Linked DNA regions of Mus musculus: region 1 is linked to region 2. The links are chromatin contacts, called in public Micro-C maps. All regions are on one chromosome and are shown on one strand. The core of a region is the stretch at or near the end of the contact, and the rest is flanking DNA. Distances in the headings are between cores, read along the strand shown.

Region 1 (4,386 bases), core at 1,409-3,908, 380 kb after region 2:
CCTGCTGTGGTTTTCAGCAGCCTCCCTCCCCCCACAACCTCCCCCCATTCTCTTACTTTCCTTCAGGTCAGCTTGGATTTGTTTGGCCTGCTTCTCCTGGACATCATTCTTAGCTTGAGATCCTTGCTTTGAGGCAGCACCCTTGGGTGTCCAGAGCCTTTGTTAGACCCAAGTTTCTTCATTGCTAGCATCTCTAGGTTCTCTTCTTGCCAGTGGTACTGTGGGTGGTGTCTTGGAAACTGGGAACCAAGTAGAAGCTTGGGTGGCTTGTGTCAGGATGATCAAGTTATCAGGTGGTGATAACTTGGAGGTAGTTTCTTCCAGCTGTTATTCTATGGCCCCATCCTGGGAGGCCCTGGGGTTGCAGAGGCCTAGAGCTGACTCAGGCTCAGGGCTGTATTCCTCTGCTCCCACTCTAGGCCCTGGCCTGGCATTCATCGCCTACCCTCGAGCTGTGGTGATGTTACCCTTCTCACCGTTGTGGGCCTGCTGTTTCTTCTTCATGGTCGTTCTCCTGGGACTAGATAGCCAGGTATCAGAGGCGGTTACTCCAAGTCTGAGGGATGAATAGTTGCAGAGGGCCATGGTTGAGTTTCTACCCTATGAGACCTTGGATCATTGGGGACTGGGTGGATGCCTTTCAAGGGACCCAGGAGAGCTCTCAGGGTAGGTCAGCTCATACCCAAATACAAAGATAACTGCTCTTGGATGCTGGAGAGGGAGGCTGCTGGCAGGAAGGAAGCTGGAGCTGGCTGACAGGGCTTGCTGTGGGGGCTCTCTTGGCCCCACTTTCTCTTACCCTCTCATCCAGTTTGTGTGTGTAGAAAGCCTTGTGACAGCATTAGTGGACATGTATCCCCGGGTGTTCCGTAAGAAGAATCGGAGGGAGGTCCTCATCCTTATTGTGTCCGTCATCTCGTTCTTCATCGGGCTCATCATGCTCACAGAGGTGAGAGTCTGGGAGGCCAGATGGCAGCCGGGTTAGCAGCCGAACAGATAATGACACCGTCTGGGAAGAGCCACAAGACAGGCCTAAGGGATTGGGGACACTGGGACTCTCTCTCTAGGAATCTCTGGTGCTTTCCCAGGAATGACCTCAGAGGGAAAGTGGCACCTTGGGGACGGGTGGTCTTCCGTCAGTGTCACACTGGAGAAGACAGGTGACAGAGCCCAACCCCTTGAGATACCCAGTGGGGAGTGTCCTGATCCCCTTTTAAAACACTGCATATACTGTCTGGAGCTTTGGGGTCTCACCCTAAATAGTCTCAGCGACAACAATAATAATGCCAGCTCTCCGATGGTCTCCATCTCCTATCAGAAAACACGGATTAAAAACAAGCAAACAAAAACCAAAACAAGACATAAAAACAACCTCCCCACCCCCTAAAAACCCAGCCTAAGGTTTTCTGCCTTAGTCTGCTCAGGGCTTCAGAGTGTAAAGCTCTCTTGTCTTACAGTACTGTCTGTGAGCCTCACTACCTCTGTGGGCCTGCAGGGTCATAGGGGTGATAGGGGCCACAGGGGCCACAGGGGTCACAGGGGTCACAGGGGCTGGCCCTTCTGCTTCCCCCCAATAATCCTCTCCCGCGCAGGGCGGCATGTACGTGTTCCAGCTCTTTGACTACTATGCAGCCAGTGGCATGTGTCTTCTCTTCGTGGCCATCTTTGAGTCCCTCTGTGTGGCTTGGGTTTATGGTGAGTGGCTTCTGTCCCGGGCCCAGAGCCTAGTGTGACTCTTCCACGCTGGGACTCTCAGATCAAAGTGAGCCGTTTGCTGCTCACACGTGCCTCTCCCGTCACACCTAAAGAGTCCACCTCCTGTTCTGTCTGAAGGCTTTGAATGGCCTCGGTGTTGCCCTACCCTGCTGTCGTATGTGCCAGTGAGTCCATGGTTTCAAAAGGCAGCCGCGCCCCTTGTCTGTTTGTCCATACCCATCCTAGTCTGTCTGGCCCCATCCCACCCTCTCACAGCCTGAAACGTGTCTTCTGTCCTTTTTCCTTCTCCCTGACAGGAGCCGGCCGCTTCTACGACAACATTGAGGATATGATTGGGTATAAGCCATGGCCTCTTATCAAATATTGTTGGCTCTTTTTCACGCCAGCTGTGTGCCTGGTAACAGAACTCTCAAGGGGTAAAAGCAGGGTGCTGGGTGGAGGGGGATTGTGGGTGCAGTGGAGTGAAGGCCCACAGCTCCTTAGGCCTTGGACATCCCCTTAGCTTTCCCTTCCTCTCACTTGATGAGAGAGGAAGATGAATTCCTCCCTTCCCTTTCTCAGAGGGATTAGCCCAGGCTCAGGTCATGGTCAGAGGAGTTGACCAATAGTACAGCGTGAGGCTGACTTCCTAGGCAGGACTGGCGTACAGTGCTGCTCAGAATCCTGCCTGTGAGCACAGAAGACAGTCCCTAGAGAGCCTGACCCACGGGCCGTATCAGCACCATCTCAGCATCTCATGGGAGGAAGATTTACACCTACTTTACAGACAAACAGCCTCAAGATGGGAAATACTCAGACCAGCTAGGATGTTTCAGAGCATTGGGACTCTTGGTGCGAGAGATGGCACACAATTAAGTCCTTACTAGAGCGACTGAGGAGAGAGACAGAGGGTGTACCCTGGACATGCTACCCAGGAATGGATTTTGAGCAGAATGTGGGTGGAGCTTGGCGACTGACTGACCTAGATAAGCACCTTGGCATGCTGGGAGAACAAACTCTACCGGGCAGCTGTGGGGGTGGGGTGGCTGATGGGGCTCCAACAAAACCTCTTCCTCTTCCGTTTTACTGCAGGCGACCTTCCTGTTCTCCCTGATCAAATACACGCCACTGACCTACAACAAGAAGTACACGTACCCATGGTGGGGGGATGCCCTAGGGTGGCTCCTAGCTCTGTCCTCCATGATCTGCATTCCTGCCTGGAGCATCTACAAGCTGAGGACTCTCAAGGGCCCACTCAGAGAGGTAGGAGGAAAGCAGTGGGGGATGGGAACCTCACTGGATGGCAGGTGGGTTGCTATTGACGGGGGGTGGGTTGGGGCGGGGGTGAGGAGCTGGAGTACAAAGGGACTACCCAGTCCGGTGTGGGTACCAGAAATCCAGAGGACGTGTACTTGGGAGTCTTAAAAAGGGACACAGGATAACTGCAAGACCCAAGCTGTGACTATGGGGTTGGCAACTGGAAGCAGACTATAGCAGAGAAGGCAGACAGACATTTGTAATGAGAGATGCTGCCAGACACCCATCCCTTACAATGACACCTGTTCTTTCAGAGACTTCGCCAGCTCGTGTGCCCGGCTGAAGACCTTCCCCAGAAGAACCAACCAGAGCCAACTGCTCCTGCGACACCGATGACATCCCTTCTCAGGCTCACAGAACTGGAGTCTAACTGCTAGGGCCAGGGCCTTTGACACACCTGTGAGCCTGGCTGTGGGGGCAGCTATAGAGGCAGAGGGGCGGAACTACCCCTCTGTGGTGGGGCAGAAAGACGAAAGGGGGTATTTGGGACTCACCTTCTGAACTGGGTACCTCCTATCTTGATGCCCCTATTCCAGGGTGGTCCACACATTGTGACGTGCCCGAATCAATAACATCCCATTGAGGCAGCTTGGGAAGCCCAGGGAGGGCTGGGGAGGCAAAAGCCTGGCTTGTTGCTGGGCCCTCTTCCTTCCATGTCATTAAATCCAACTTCCTCTCACAACTGCTTGCCAAATGCCTGGTTTCTGTCCTCTGTTCATACCTGTTCCCTGTTCATTATAGCATTGTGGCTCTAGGGTCCTGCCTCTCCCTACCTCTTACCAAGTTCTTATGAGCCACATAGCAGGTGTGGTTGCTGTGGTGTGGGAGGTAAGGCAGATGATGGGACCAGGTGATGGGGCCAGGCCATTGTCCTCCATCACACATTTGGATTGAAGGAAGGGGACCCTCCTCTCTCCACACTTCCCTAGAGTGTCATGTATGGTCCTGTATGATCCCCACCCCCACTTGCCACCACTGTTCCGTGCTCCTCTCCTCTAACCTCATCATGATATTAAAAAAAAGGGAGACAGAGGGAAGGACAAAGGGATCAGGCCCTGGTTACAAAAAGAAAGAAGACAGACTAGCAGCAGTTTCTTTCTGTTCCCATGGCCCCTGCTGTGTCCCTGCTTGTCAACACTGTCCAGCTGATGCAGGGGGATGAGTTGATGCAGGGTGAGAGAGGGTGGCCAGCCAGACCAGAGGGGCCTTACAGAAGAGGTCCTGCCCAGACTCTACCAGTAGAGGGACTCCTCAGACAGTCTTATTCTCCCTAGCAAGAGATTCAGATATGGGGTACTGTCACTTCCAGATGCGACCACAAGGGGGTGGCACTGTCATGTCCTCAGTCCCAAGTGTCAGGTTTGAGCTTAAGGG
Region 2 (4,389 bases), core at 176-2,675:
GCAATAAGAGGCTTAATGGAGGCTGCATGTTGGGAGATGAAACCACAGACATGCAGAAACTCCTTCGGCATTGAGACCATCGTGGCCATATACGCATTCCTGTGATTTTCTTAAGGTGCTGTGGTGATTGTAAAAAAATACAACTCAGTAACACGTTTCTCTAGGCCTCTTATTTCTAAGATACAGGGGAAAAAAGGTTTGGAAAGTGAGGGGGTCTCTCCCCTCCCCGTGTTTGGGATCCCTTTCTTCAGGTGAATGGGGTTCATAAAGACTTTAGTAGCTACCATCTAGAGGAGAAAAGCCATGGGTGCCTCCATTGTAAATCTCAATGAATCCAGTCTAATGCAGGCTGAGAAACAATCAGTGGTGCTGACTGCCAGCGTCAGCAGAGGCAATGGTTGCCATGGAGAAGAAGGGTCAAAGTGACATGGTGGGGTAGTTGAGGTGGCACCTGTGAGCTTGGTGGAAGCACTGGTAGATGTCCCAGCCACCTGTACACATAGGCCACTGATACATTCCCAAGCATTCAGTGACTGGACAGACACTGGGCAGCCACTGAGAAACACGAGTTTCCTAAAGGAGCTCAAATGATCCAAGGTCAGGTGAACAAGCAGAAGGTGGTCTCTAGGATTGTTCCGGTGTCCCAGTGCCCTAATGGTGGGGGCTGGTGACTATTCCTTGCTGGGCTACCCAGACCCACAAGGGCAGCTCTGCCCTCACCCATGATGACATGCGCTCCGGCCAATGGAAGAGTGACTGTCTCCTCCTCTTTCTGTGACACAACTAAAGAAGGTTCTACTGTGACAGCTGCATGCACGTATGACAGTTAGTGAGGACGCGGCTGCAGGCCCAGCAGGGCTGTCCAAGTGGTTAATCACAGACAGGCATGCAAGGAGGGCCAGACAGTGGGAATGAGACACTACCTTTGATGAACAGGCTCTCCTGAATGCCAAGGCGTGTGGTACATAAATCGACTTTTAAGGGGATTGGCAACGGAAAACAAAACAGAACAGTAATGATAATGATGATTAAAAAAATGAAAACAGAAATGGAACAAAATCAGTTAGAGGTTTAAAACAAACACCAGACAATCACATGATCGTGTCCCACAATGCCACACAAGACTACACAAGAAGGGACCCTGGACGATGAGTCTCAGTGAACTCCACTGTCAGAGTTGGGGTTGACTTTTCTATTCGCAGAACAGCAGACCCTGGAGCCCCTTGTGTCTGTTCCTTGTTGGATCCCAGTTTGTCGAAATGTGTGGTGACTTGGCCCTCCTCAGCCACGGCAGCCCCTTCCTTCCTCTCTGTTCCTGCCACTGAACACTTAGCATGGAATGGAAGACATGTCCTGACACTGGGCAAACCTGCTTTTTCAGAACTAGACCCAGTGAAGGGAACCAAACCAGCACAAATCACGGTTTTTTAGAGGAAGTACCAGTGTTTGGGCAACCATTGAAACCTCTCCAGTTCACACACTGACCAGAGTTGCTCAAAGCCTTGGCCGGTTTCCTTTGCTTTTGTGGTCTTCTCATGGGTCACATAAAGTGCCTAAAGGTCCCTGTGGATGCAGGCAATCGGAATCTGGTGGCACCCAGGACAGGAGGACGCTAAGGGTGGCACATTGGGGGACCTGCACAGGATACCACATGCATGCTGGCTGGGCACACACTTGCTGCTTTTAGCTCTGAGCACGGGCATCATGCCTGCTCAGTTCCTCTCCCCTGCATAGCCGACTGTGAGTTAAGTCGTCATGCAGAACGGGCCAGTTTAAAAAGGTAAAGTACAGATGTGGTCCCCAGGGTCCTACACTGACACACTTCAAGAGCCATGCCGACACCTGTCTGCAAGGGATCCACAGCAGCCCCTTATTAATGCACTCCCTGCTGCGACTGGTGCCAACCTGGCAGTGGCAGTGACAGGGAAGACAAGCATGACACACTCTGGGTCACCTGGGAAAGTAGGGTCAAGAGCATGGCTCGCTGGCAATGGAACTGTGTCAGGGCTACCAAGCAGGATAAGGGGGCTCGTAGAGGGCAGGACAGACCCTAGTGGGCCTCAGTGGTGAAGGAGTAGTTGGGCAGGCTGCTCATAAGAACCAGATGGAAGCAAAAGGAAGTTACTTCTTGTTGTCAGGGCTTTAGATGGCTAGGAAAACCTAGATTGGGCTGGAGAGATAAGCCTGTTCGTAAAATACATGTTTTGCAAGCATGAAGACTTGAGAGTGAGCTATAAACCCCGTATAAAAAGCCAGGCTTGGTGGGGTGTGCCTGTAATCTTACAGCTAGGGAGGAGGTGGAAACAGGTGGATCCTGACCCCCAAGATTTGCTGTCCAGACAGCCAGTCTAGCCTACATGGTGAACTCTTTATCATACATACATACATACATACATACATACATACATACATACATACATACAAACAAGTAGACAGACACATGAGGAGTGACACTCAAGGTTGTTCTTTTAGCTTCTCACATGCATGTTAAATGCATGTGCTTGCACACACATGAATAGAAACATATAACCCCTAAATAATTTGATTTTGTATAATAAACATTTGAGTAAAATCAAGGTTTTGGTTTTCATTGTGCACGTGTCGCTATGGAAACTAAACCCAGGCACTTGTTTTCTCAAGTGCTGACTCAGGCCTTGGGTCTGTGAAACAGGAAGAAGCCTGGCTTCCTCCTATACCACACTGTGGCCAGAGGCTTCCTTCTCCAGGCAAGCTAAAGCCCAGATTCCTAAAACAGCAAGCCCGTGGAGATCTTATGTGACAGGTGGACTCCACAGGGACAAGATGACTCCTTGTGGTCACAGGGAATGCTGAAGACAAGCAGGACCAGGGCAGTGGCAAATGTGGGCCCCTTGCTCCTGATTCTTCTAATTTTGAGGGGTTTCAAACCCAGCAACACTGAAGGATGAAGCCAGTGGTGCCAGAACACCCTTTACCTCGACTTCCAGATGGTACAGTACCATGTGAGCCTGAGGGCACAGTCTTTACATAGCACCTTCTTTCACTGAGTTGTTTAGAGGTCAGAGACCCAGTCTCTAGAAGCTCCAGCATGGATTTCCTCCTCCACAGGAGAGACACATCTTCCCAATAGTCACAGGAGTGTCACCTACTAGCAACCTGACATCCATTTGACGATGGCATTTAAAAAATACGTATTGTGCTTGCATTCACCACTAGATGTCACAGAGGTTGCAAACCATTCTCTACAGTTTTGTGGATGCATTGTCTTGGCCTGTCCCCCACTGAGGTTCCATGTTTGCTCCCCTCTCCCTCCTTTTGTTTTCTTGAGACAGGATCTTGCTTGTATATATCCCCAGAACTCACTAGGTAGCCCAGGCTGGCCCTGAACTTGTGCAATCCTGCCTCTGCCTCCAGACTGTTAGGGTCGCATGGAGTCACCACACCCAGTAGGTTCCATATTTTAATACCCTGTCCTGCCCTCGTTCAGTGAGATACAACGCCATCCTAAGAGGCATGTTTGCCACTGCCTCTGGTCCTCAGCATTCCCTATGTGACCACCAAGGAATGATCCTGTCCCCGTGGAATACACCCAGTACATAAGGCGTCCAGGCCCTTGCTGTTCTAGGAATCTGTGACTGGCTTGTTCACACTGCTAGGAAATAAGTTCCTCTGCTCTTCCTGGCTATGGTCACTGGGTGGTTATACCAGCATGATGGATCCTGCATAGCCAACTGGGAGCATCTGGCACTCCCCACTGTGGTAAGATGATTCATTACCTCATGGAGAAGCAGTGTGACCTGACCACAAAGGCACACAGAGATAGAAGATTTGACCACTGTGACTGACACAAACTGTCTTCACATGAGCACACTCACCATGGAAGCAAAGGGGACTTTGGGCCACACGATCCTTTACTCGGGCTCCTTCAGGCTTCCTAAGACAGTACCTGAGCCCAGTATAGGGATGGGCTTTGAACCTCATGTGCATGCACACACCCCACCTTTGTGCCAATGTCACTCACTGCCTGGAAGACCTCAGCAGGCACACCCAGTAGCAACACAGTGCACTGAGTCCCCATAAAGAGCACACAGTCCCAGTCCTACACTTGGAGTCCTGATGCAACAAACGAGGCCTGGGTGCAGGCGATGGAAGACGAGAGGTCTGTGGTTCTTGGTGACTAGGACAGCAGATAAAGAGCTATCATTATGCCCAGGGAGACGAGACAGATGAATGGAGAACAAGATAAGAATGAACTAATTTTTTCTAGTCTGTTGAGTTAAAAGAGGAACCGAGTCAGGCTGGAGGATGGGGCTGTAACAGGAAGACACCATCTCAGTGAAACACACACATATTAGGTGCAGAACTACCACAGCCTGCCCTGGTTGGTTTACAGTTCGAGGCTGTTGGCCG

What was found. Hi-C and Micro-C count contacts between places; a contact is called where the count stands out from the background.
Region 1: a Micro-C map of the G1E-ER4 cell line shows a contact between it and region 2. The contact joins two enhancer-like sites. A contact is called at or near these places in 3 of 39 promoter capture datasets (embryonic stem cells and hippocampal neurons), 2 of 484 Hi-C or Micro-C datasets (both in the G1E-ER4 cell line) and 1 of 9 other capture datasets (liver).

The regions. Positions count from the first base shown.
Region 1 is chr6:121,334,028-121,338,413 of GRCm38.p6, forward strand. It overlaps Slc6a13 (solute carrier family 6 (neurotransmitter transporter, GABA), member 13), which reads left to right. Exons shown (of 15, transcript NM_144512.3): 10 at 420-532; 11 at 812-949; 12 at 1,593-1,695; 13 at 2,013-2,113; 14 at 2,788-2,958; 15 at 3,267-3,694. The coding sequence ends at 3,389. Among named protein-coding and RNA genes, the nearest start is that of Slc6a12, 6.4 kb to the right of the region's middle. Within about 2 kb of position 2,659, at least 41 of the 459 cell types and tissues checked have an H3K27ac peak or open chromatin away from gene starts, as enhancers often do. A contact at or near this core is called in the G1E-ER4 cell line, where this site is marked.
Region 2 is chr6:120,952,711-120,957,099 of GRCm38.p6, forward strand. All of the region lies in intron 27 of Mical3 (microtubule associated monooxygenase, calponin and LIM domain containing 3), which reads right to left. Among named protein-coding and RNA genes, the nearest start is that of Gm43915, 3.9 kb to the right of the region's middle. Within about 2 kb of position 1,426, at least 78 of the 459 cell types and tissues checked have an H3K27ac peak or open chromatin away from gene starts, as enhancers often do. A contact at or near this core is called in the G1E-ER4 cell line, where this site is marked.